Regions from separate parts of the Sus scrofa genome. Here region 1 is linked to region 2. Evidence: chromatin contacts called from public HiChIP or PLAC-seq data. All regions are on one chromosome and are shown on one strand. The core of a region is the stretch at or near the end of the contact, and the rest is flanking DNA. Distances in the headings are between cores, read along the strand shown.

Evidence for each region. HiChIP or PLAC-seq counts read pairs in DNA pulled down with a chosen protein or histone mark.
Region 1: an H3K27ac HiChIP or PLAC-seq map of alveolar macrophages shows a contact between it and region 2. The contact joins the promoter of RETSAT here to the promoter of GGCX in region 2. A contact is called at or near these places in 3 of 5 promoter capture datasets (fetal liver, fetal skeletal muscle and skeletal muscle), 4 of 47 Hi-C or Micro-C datasets (brain, heart right ventricle, liver and 1 more) and 1 of 2 datasets of contacts at active chromatin or transcription factors (alveolar macrophages).

Annotation. Positions count from the first base shown.
Region 1 is chr3:59,399,077-59,404,158 of Sscrofa11.1, forward strand. It overlaps RETSAT (all-trans-retinol 13,14-reductase), which reads left to right and starts at 2,085. Exons shown (of 11, transcript XM_003124944.4): 1 at 2,085-2,462; 2 at 4,690-4,872. The coding sequence starts at 2,294. It overlaps ELMOD3 (ELMO domain-containing protein 3), which reads right to left and starts at 2,117. Exons shown (of 13, transcript XM_005655213.2): 1 at 1,862-2,117; 2 at 527-695.
Region 2 is chr3:59,200,632-59,205,546 of Sscrofa11.1, forward strand. It overlaps GGCX (vitamin K-dependent gamma-carboxylase), which reads left to right and starts at 1,732. Exons shown (of 15, transcript XM_003354744.4): 1 at 1,732-1,896; 2 at 2,269-2,439; 3 at 3,643-3,801; 4 at 4,637-4,802. The coding sequence starts at 1,854.

The sequences.
Region 1 (5,082 bases), core at 835-3,334, 200 kb after region 2:
AACACCCATACTAGACAGGTGGCAGCTGCCTAGCCTCCCACGAGTCTACCTTAGGAAAGAGGGCTGGACAGGCCCACACCTCATCATGGAGGAACTGACCATCATGGACGCCTATCAACAAAAATCTGGGCAAGGGGGCAGGTGGCCCACCTACAACTGACAGTCAGACCTCACAGACTTGGTTGACTAAGGAAGGAGGGCAGTGTTGCTTTGGTCAGCCTTCCACTGGGAGAATATGGTCTGGATTTCCTACAAACTGGCTGCCAGTAACAAAACGGACTCTGTCCGGGGCAGGGCACACTGCTTCCTAACACCAAGAGCAGGAACACCTCCCAGCTCTTGGGCTGGGCATTTGGCTCATTGTGATTGGGGGTGGGAGTGGCAGAGGGCAGTGCCCCTCCATCATGGCACCTCAGGAACTAGCTCTCTCTGTGTCCTCTGGAGTCTCAGCATCTGCCTCCCTTTCCTGTCCCTCCCCCTTGACCTCCACGACAGCATACGGCAAAACACTCACACATCAGCTAACCTCGGGAAGCGGACAGGCAGGTATGGTGACAGTAGTCTCAGGAAGGCTCTTCTGTTACTGGGCTCGAAATGAATCAAGCAGTGTAGAAGCATGACCAGCTTTACATGTCTGCTAGCGCCTTAGTTCTGGCTGGAACCCGGCTAGGGGCTTCAATAGGGACAGTTACTATCTGTAACAGAAGAGAAAAGGAGTAGAAACTGTCAAACAAGCAAGGACTCCAAGTTACAAAGTCACTCCTACCGATATTAGGCAAGTTTCTTACACCTGGGCCTGAGGAAATGGCCTTTCTGTAATGATGGATCCTTTCCAAATTCAGTATTTATGCTGCACGCACTTAAATTTTTTAATTAAAAAAATTTTTTTTTTAAATTGAAGTATAAGGAGTTCCCGTTGTGGCTCAGTGGGTTATGAACCCGACAAGCATCCATGAGGATGCAGGTGTGATCCCTGGCTTTGCTCGGTGGGTTAAGCATCTGGCATTACCTTGAGCTGTGGTGTAGGTCAAAGACTCCGCTTGGACCTGGTGTGGCTGTGGCCATGGCCGTGGCCGTGGCCAGCAGGTGGAGTTCCCATTCGACCCCTAGCTTGGGAACTTCCATATGCCGAGGGTAGTGCCCTAAAAAGAAAAAAAAGAAAAAAATTGAAGTATACTTGATTTACAGTGTTGTGTTAGTTTCTGGTGAACAGCACAGTAATTCAGATATATATATATATATATATATATATATATATATACACACACACATATATATACATACAGTATATTTTTATATCTGTACATATGTGTATTTATGTATACATATATGTGTGTATATGTTACTTTTCAGATCCTTTCCCATTATACGTTATTACAAAATATTGAACATAGTTTCCTGGGCTATACAGAAAGCCCTTGTTGTTTATGTTACGGTACATAGCATAGGTTAAAGTACATTCCCTTTAGGCAAGGAGCTACATTAAGGGGAATGATTTTAAGTTTAAGCTTGCTAGAGCTTAAACCCTCTAACTGTTTAATCTAGAAATTGGATCCACACCTTAAATATAAGGATTGGAAGTTACAAAGTTGCACCTACCTAAGGCAGTCTTTTCATCAGGCTTGTCACTGAAGGCTCCCCGCCCTCTCCAGCCCCCACCAGAAGCAACGCCAATCCCAAGAGAGCGCCGCGGCCAAAGCTGTCGCTTAATTGGGCGGAACAGAGCCGGGTGCTCGCCAGCTGCGGTGAACGGATCTCAAATAAGATCTCAATCCACTGAGACACCCAGACAGGGGCTGCAAAGGGACTCCAGACAAAAACTTTCTCACTGCTCGGTGGGGAAAATAGGAAACCAACTTGCCTCAGGTCATCCAGCGAGTTCTCAGCACAACCCAGGTCTCCTGTCTGCTAGTCGGGAGCCTCTCACTGTCCTGCAACGCTCAGCCTTACCTCCGCCCAGGAAGATCATTTCCACCCTACATTCCTCCTCCTCCTCCTCCGACCCTCGGGGCGGCCGGGCGGGTCCCCGAGTTCCCAGCGTTTTCGCAATTGGGGTCCGCAGCCCCGCTGCCCCCCACCTCCGCGCATGCGCACGGCCCTCCGCACAGCAGGCGAAGGAAGTACGAGGAGCGGGGAGGGTCAATCTGCGCTGGAGACTTGGTCTCTGGCCAAAAGATCTGGGCGCATCAGCGGCCAAAGCTATTTCCGCCTACTCTGTGGGGCAACAGGCTAATTGGGCAGAGCCGCGGCCGCAGTCGGAGCAGACGGGTTCCCCACACCTGAAGCCGGCGCGATGTGGCTGTCGCTGCTGCTGCTGGCTGCGCTGCTGCTGGCCGTCCTCGGCCAAGTTTACAAGTGGCTGTTTGCAGGCAGCTCTCCGAACCCCTTCTCCGAGGACGTTAAGAGGCCACCCGCACCCCTCGTGACGGACAAGGAAGCCAGGAAGAAGGTTCTCAAACAAGGTCAGCTGGAGGGATCCCCGGGGTCCGAGGCTGCGCCCGCACTTCCTTGCGGGTTAGTGTTCCTATTTCCGCAGGGCCAGCCGCTGCGCGACCCCGGCGTTAGTTTCCCGAGATTTAAGTGCGGGGAGGGCTTTGTTGCAGGTGGAGGCGCCTGCTTTAGTGTGCATATCCACCACCTGCGAGAGCCTTCACCCCCGCAGACTTGTGGAATCGTGGTCTCAAGGCGCGGGCACTGACCTCGGCGAACCAGTCTTGGCATAGCCACATGCAGGGCCAGCCACTTAGTATAGCCGTGGTTAGGCACGGCTAAACAAGAGAGAAGACCTTTTCCCCCACTTGGCTTGAAGACCTTAATTTTTTTCACTTGGCTTCCAACATGAGTTCCAGGACGTGGGAGAGTGGCCCAGAAACCTTTATAGGAACTTGCATTTGGCCCGTCAAGTGATTTGATTGGCTCTCATGTGATGAACCAGGGTTCAACGGGGTGCCTTCAGGCTTTGAGCTGCCCTTGACCAGAGGACCTGCACTGTTATGTTCAAAAAGTATTTGAGGGTTTCACACAAACACACGCTAAAAAAGGAGTTCCTGTCGTGGCTTGGCAGTTAATGAACCCAACTAGTATCTGCGAGGACACAGGTTCAATCCCTGGCCTCGCTCGGTGGGTTAAGGACCTGGCATTGCCCTGAGTTGTGGTGTAGGTTGCAGATGCGGCTCTGATTCACCCCCTAGCCTGGGAACCTCCATATACCTCGGGTGCAGCCTCTAAAGACAAAAGACGATAAAAAAAAAAGTATTTGAGGGTTTCTACTAGGGCTTAAAGAAAGAATTCTGCTGCTTAAAAAAAAAGAAAGAAAATGAGATGACTAGTTTCAACTGTTTTTCAAACCGGATTGTGATCTCTTAGTGGCTCTTGAAATCAGTTTGGTGAGTTGTGACTAGTATTTCTGAATGCAGTAGAATGGAAAATATCAAAATGCCTCCTATGCAGTTCTGGCAAATAATGTGAAAATTCTATTTCAGGTGTTTATATTATATACTAACACATGTCCTGGGGTGTGATAGGAAGTGTATTTCTCGTTATAGATCCTTTTAAGAACGTTTATAAAGTTAAAATTTTACCAAGCTCTCTAGCAGCTTGAAAAACTCCAAAACTCAGTTCTTCAGGAGCGATCTTGTGTACGAAGTGCCCATGTGGCACCACATGCCATCCAATTTTGTCTTGCCTGGGTGCAGCCTCCTCCAACCCTGTCTCCAGGCTTCCCCAGTGTGAGGGGGCAGTGCTGTGATTTTTCAGAGCAGTTCTGTCCTGCCCAGGCCTCTGCATCCAGATCTGGAAGAACCATCATATGACTGGGCTGTTCCTCTGCCACCTGCAGACCCTGTATTTTCCAACAATAACCTGTTTGTGGATGGCCTGTTCCTTGTGCCAGAAGCCTGCCCCATGGTATTCTTGGCCCCCACCTCCTGTTTCCTTTCTTCCTAGCTCTCTCTCTGTCTGCACTTAGGTTTCTGAGCCTCTATTGCTGTCAGCTTTTTTGGTTCCTATAGTAGTTTATGGATTCTTACTTTCTTTGTAAGTAGGGAAGGAGTTCCCTGGTGGCTCAGTGGGTTAAGGATCCGGCACTGTCACTACTGCTGTGGCTTGGGGTTCAATCCCTGTCCTGAGAACTTTTGCATGCCAAGGGGGCAGACAAAAAAAAAAAGAAAAAGAAAAAGAGAAAAATAGGAGTTCCCATCATGGCTCTGTGGTTAATGAATCCAACTCGGAACCATGAGGTTGCAGGTTTGATCCCTGGCCTCGCTCAGTGGGTTAAGGATCCGGCGTTGCCATGAGCTGTGGTGTAGGTTGCAGACACAGCTCGGATCCAGAGTGGCTGCGGCTCTGGCATAGACTGGTGGCTACAGCTCCTATTGGACCTCTAGCCTGGGAGCCTCCATATGCCGCGGGTGTGGCCCTAGGAAAAAAAAAAAAAAAAAAAAAGGAAAGAAAGAAAAGAACAGAAAGCAGGGAAAATCCCCGGCTACATAGTAGCTTTGGTTGTGTCAGTTCGGATCAAACCGGATCATTTTGTTTCACCTCCCTGGCTGGTCCTGAGTTCTTCCCAGGTAAAATGGTTGGGTATTTTAGTGAGGGAGCTCCATGCCAAAGGGCTCTAGAGTTTTCATCTTTGCTCTTCCATGGCCCCTGCCTGAGAAGCTCACCTTCTACCTCTTCCCTCTGCTGCAGTTTTCTCAGTCAACCGAGTGCCAGAGAAGCTGGATGTGGTGGTGATTGGCAGTGGCTTTGGGGGCCTGGCTGCAGCTGCGATCCTGGCCAAAGCCGGCAAGCGTGTTCTGGTGCTGGAACAACATACCAAGGCGGGAGGCTGTTGCCATACCTTTGGAAAGGATGGCCTTGAATTTGACACGGGTAAGGCTTCTGTGGAAAGGGTTGGGAGCAGGAGGTTTGAAGTAGCCGTGGCGGGATGATACTGGGCATTTCTGTGATTCTGGAGTCCCCACTTTCTCCCTGGGGATCATGTGCCTTGTCTGACGTCCATACTCGCTGGGAGCTGAACTGGGCATGGGTTTGGTTTCAGCTGCAGCTCTCCCTACTGAAAGCCTGGGTACCCCCTCTGGG
Region 2 (4,915 bases), core at 482-2,981:
AAAAGAGAAGGAGAGAGAGAGATTGATTCTGCATTTGGAAGAGCTGTATAACTCAGTGAACCAATGTTTTCCAAATGACCGTATGTATGATTTTACAAATTCATGCATGACTAAAGGGTCTATTCAAAGTGCAAGACATACCAATGATTTTAATGTAACAGAGCAAAAAGTTTATTATTGACTTCTGATTTCACATCTGACTAACCTTTTAAAAGCCATTTATAAGTTTAGGTGGGGCATCACACCTTCATTGTGGTATCCACAATCATCTAAACAGGCTATTAAAATGCTTTTCTTGGGGAGGCAGAACTGTGCTGGCAGCATGCAGAAGTTCCCAGGCCAGGGATCAAAGCTGTTTCACCACAGCAACCTGAGCCACAGGAGTGAAAACACCAGATCCTTAACCTGATGGGCCACCAGGGAATTCCTAGAATGCTTTTTTCCAACTAAATATCTATGGGGCCAGATTTCCTTCACATACTTAAATCAATGCCATTTCAGAACAGATGGAATATAGAAGCAGATATGAGAATCCAGCTCTCTTCAATTAAGCCAGATATTAATGAGATTTGCATGTAAAACAATATACTGCTCTCATGTAACTTTTTTTTGTGTGGAAAACATACTTTTTAATAAAAATGTTATGTAGACATGTAAAGAGTTTATTACTTTTTTCTATTAGTGAATCAACACTTTTATACATTTCTCAGTGTAAATTTCCAATATACTAAAAACAGAAAAACGTAACTCATATAAATAAAAGTTCTGGAGTTCCCATAATGGCACAGCGGAAACAAATCCAACTAGGAACCATGAGTTTGTGGGTTCGATCCCTGGCCTCGCTCAGTGGGTTAAGGATCCAGCACTGCCGTGAGCTGTGGTGTAGGTTGCAGATGAGGCTTGGATCTGGTGTTGCTGTGGTTCTGGCGTAAGCTGGCAGCTGTAGCTCGGATTAGACCCCTAGCCTGGGAACCTCCATATGCCACAGGTGCGGCCCTAAAAAGAACACATAAATAAATAAAAGTTCTTTTAGGGTTCTCGATAATGTGTGTAGCGCGGTGTAAAGGGGTTCTGAGAATAAGAATGTGAGAACACATGCTCTAAGATGCCTATGTCTGATCCTGCTGGCCAATCCCAGTGCAGAGAATTTGATGTTACAATGCTATTCAGACTCACCTAAGAATTTTCCTGATAGACCACACTCTAGTCACTGCCCCTACTCTGCATTCCCTCTGCGGTTATTTTTTTCGGTTCTCCCTGCTGTTTTCAAACCTCTGGTTCTTGGCAGGTACCAGAAAGACACATAAAGAAACTCGCACAGTCTCTACGCCGGGGCAGTTCTTCCAGGTGTGTCCTCACCTCGGCAGTGAACCTCTCTGGAAAGTCTGGCATTTGTGCCCACACTGCTCACATCAGGGAGCATCGAAGGGACACTACAGTAACGTGGAGAGGTCTACTGGGGTCCCGGGAGGGCCCCAGCGAAGTTGCAGGCATTTCGAGTCTAGGTTGAAAGAGAAAAGAGGGCTCCGGAGGCCTCTAGCGAAAGACTGGTCGTTCTGTAGAACTGAGGCGGATTCAGCTGCGTCTCCGTACCTCCTCCGTCACCCGGTAAAGTGAGGCCAGACCACGTCTCTTCGCGGCCTCGTCGCCCCGCCCCAAGGCCATTTGCTCCGCCCTCTGCCGCCAAGCGAGGGACCCGGTGCGGTAGACTAGGGCCCTTCACGACAGTCCGGGCGCTTTCCGGCTCGCCTCGCAGGTGCTGATGTGTCGGGGAGGCGGGGCTTGGGGGAGCCAGTCCCTGCGACGCTCCCTGCTCCGACGTGCAGCTGTGGTGGATCTAGCTCCCCGAGGCCATGGGGGTGTCTGCTCGGTCCGCGCGGGCCCAGCCCCACTCTGGTAGGCTCAGAACCCCGCCTTGTGGCTGTTAGAGAGGGGCGCTGGTTTCAGAGGGATGGAAGCGGGAACACTGCCCTGTGGAACCCGGGGAAGACTTGGTTGGGAATAGGCTTGTAGAGATGTTGCAGTCTTTGGCTTTGGGGTGGCTATGATATTCGGGGTGCTTTGCGGTTAGGAGGATATAGTCTGAAAAAGATTCTGGGGCATTGGGGGATCCTGGAGGAGGGGCTGCACTGCAGGGATGTTTCGGTTAGCCAGAGATCAGTGGGAGAACCCAGGTTGGCAGGAGCCTGGGACTGTGATATCTGGAGAAGCCTGTTTTAAAGCATCACCACCCAAACGCGCATTTCTCTCTCCACCTATTGGTTGCAGATAAAGTACAGAAAGACAAGTCTGGACAGACCTCAGGGCCCCCTCAGAGCAGCCGAATGGGGAAACTCTTGGGTTTTGAGTGGACAGATGTGTCCAGCTGGGGGAGACTGGTGACCCTGCTGAATAGACCAACGGATCCTGCAAGCCTGGCAGTCTTCCGTTTTCTCTTTGGTAAGTCCACTTTGGGGAGGGGCAGTGTGGTTGGGGGTGGGAGAATGACAATTGTCCCTTGTCCTTTTCTTGGCTACTTACCTGCTTAGTAGACTTACCTTGCTTTTCCTAAGACCAGAAGTTACTGATAATCTGTGAGAGGTCTTTGTGAACTTTAGGATCGAACCCAGGTTTGTCTCTTCCCATTAGGGTTTGGAGGCCAGAAATGCTTTGATCTGAGGCTATAGGAAATACAGAGTCAGAGGAACAGGAACCCGTATTATCTGTGGCATGAAGTTGCCCAGTAACTGCTTCAGAGAAATGGCAGGGGTGACAGGGCAGACATTCTGGCTATGGCTCTCTAATCCAGAGTCTAACTCATAGACCACAGCACATATGCTTGGAATGGGTGACAGATACAGTGACATTACTTCCTTTAGCCCAGTGGTTCTCAACTGGGAGCGATTTTGCTCTCCTAGGGATATTTGGCAATGTCTGTAGACATTTGTATTTGTCACAGCCTGGGATGGGGGACAAGGGGAATTGTTGGCTACTGGCGTCTACATAAAGCCAGGGATGCTGCCGAATGACCTAGGATCCACAGGATAGGCCTCCCAGCAAATAATTAACCAGCCCAAACTGTGAATAGTCCTGGGGTTGAGAAATCCTGCCTTAATGGAGCTGGCTTCCTAACCCAAATGTGCTGGTCAGATACTGCCAAGGGCTCCAGGAAGAGAAAGAGGTTGAGGAGCACCACCCCAGAACCCATTCTCTCTCTTTTTTTTTTTCTGATAGGCAAGAAATTGATTTATTAAGATAGGATGCTTGTGAGAGATGCAAGCAGGCAGGCAGGGAGGCTCTGCCCCAGAGCCCTTTCTGTAGCCAGTAGGACAGACCTTTACAAATATGACTATCAAAACACGAACAGCTTTTAGAGCATTTTGTACGCTTCTCTCCCTTAATCGTCTCTGAAACCCTGCACAATACGAGGAGCCCCCTTTCCCACATGGGGAATTGGCTCAGTGAAGTGCAGTGGCTTTCTGATCACACAGCTGGTATAATGCCCAGCACAGAGTGAATGCTCTGAAATTATTGTTGAATGAATTCTTTTCAGGGTTAGGAAAGAAGTCTGACTCTGGAGCCGGGTGTGCTCCCCTGTATTCCAGTGTGTCCCGTGGCTCCCTTTGCTGAGGCCTGACGGCCCCTCCTCCTCTGCCTTCTCAGGGCTGTTGATGGTGCTGGACATTCCCCAGGAGCGGGGGCTCAGCTCCCTGGACCGAAGATACCTGGATGGGCTGGAGGTTTGCCGCTTCCCTTTGCTGGATGCCCTGCAGCCACTGCCACTTGACTGGATGTATCTTGTCTACACCATCATGTTTCTGGGTGAGGGAAACTGTAGTCGAGATGGGAGTATTGACTGGCTTTCCTAAAACCCCTGAAATACAAAGCATGCTGGTGAATGACCAGGGTCCTCCTTATTTCACTTCTGTTGTGATTTATAACTTCATCCTGCTGACTTGGGTGATATCTGAGCTATGACCCTATAACTCTTTTTAAAAATATTAAAATAGGAGTTCCCTTGGAGTTCCCATCATGGCACAGTGGAAACGAATCTGACCAGGAACCATGAGGTTGTGGGTTTGATCCCTGGCCTCACTCAGTGGGTTAAGGATCTGGCATTGCTGTGAGCTGTGGTGTAGGTTGAAGACACGGCTCGGATCTGGTGCTGCTGTGGCTGTGGCATAGGCCAGCAGCTGTAGCTCCGATTTGACCCCTATCCTGGGAACCTCCATATGCCCCAGGTGTGGCCCTAAAAACCAAATAAATAAATAAAATAAAATAGTAGTTCCCATTGTGGCATAGTGGAGATGAATCCAACTAGCATCCATGAGGACTCGGGTTCAATCCCTGACCTTGCTCAGTGGGTCGCGGATCTGGTGTTGCCGTGAGCTGTGGTGTAGGTTGCAGACACAGTTTGGAGCTGGTGTTGCTGTGGCTGTGGCCGGCAGCTGTAGCTCTGATTCAACCCCTAGCCCAGGAACTTCCATGTTCTGCAGGTGCAGCCTCCCCCCCCATAAATAAATTTAAAATAGCATTTAATTTTAATCTATTTTTACCTGGTTATAAAATGTCTGATGATTTTTCTTGGTCACACCCACAGCCTGTCCCAGGGGAGCTGGGCCTTTGACCTCTTAATCCTCTCCCTCTCAAATCCCAGGGGCACTGGGCATGATGCTGGGCCTGTGCTACCGGATAAGCTGTGTGTTATTCCTGCTGCCATACTGGTATGTGTTTCTCCTGGACAAGACGTCGTGGAACAACCACTCCTATCTGTATGGTTTGCTGGCCTTTCAGCTGACGTTCGTCGACGCAAACCGCTACTGGTACGAGTCTGGGGCAAAGAGGGAGGGGTTGGCTGCATCAGGATGGTTACCAGAGATAGGAGCCTGGTGACATCCTAGAATCTGTCCCAGCAAACGTATTTTTTTCTGCTTTG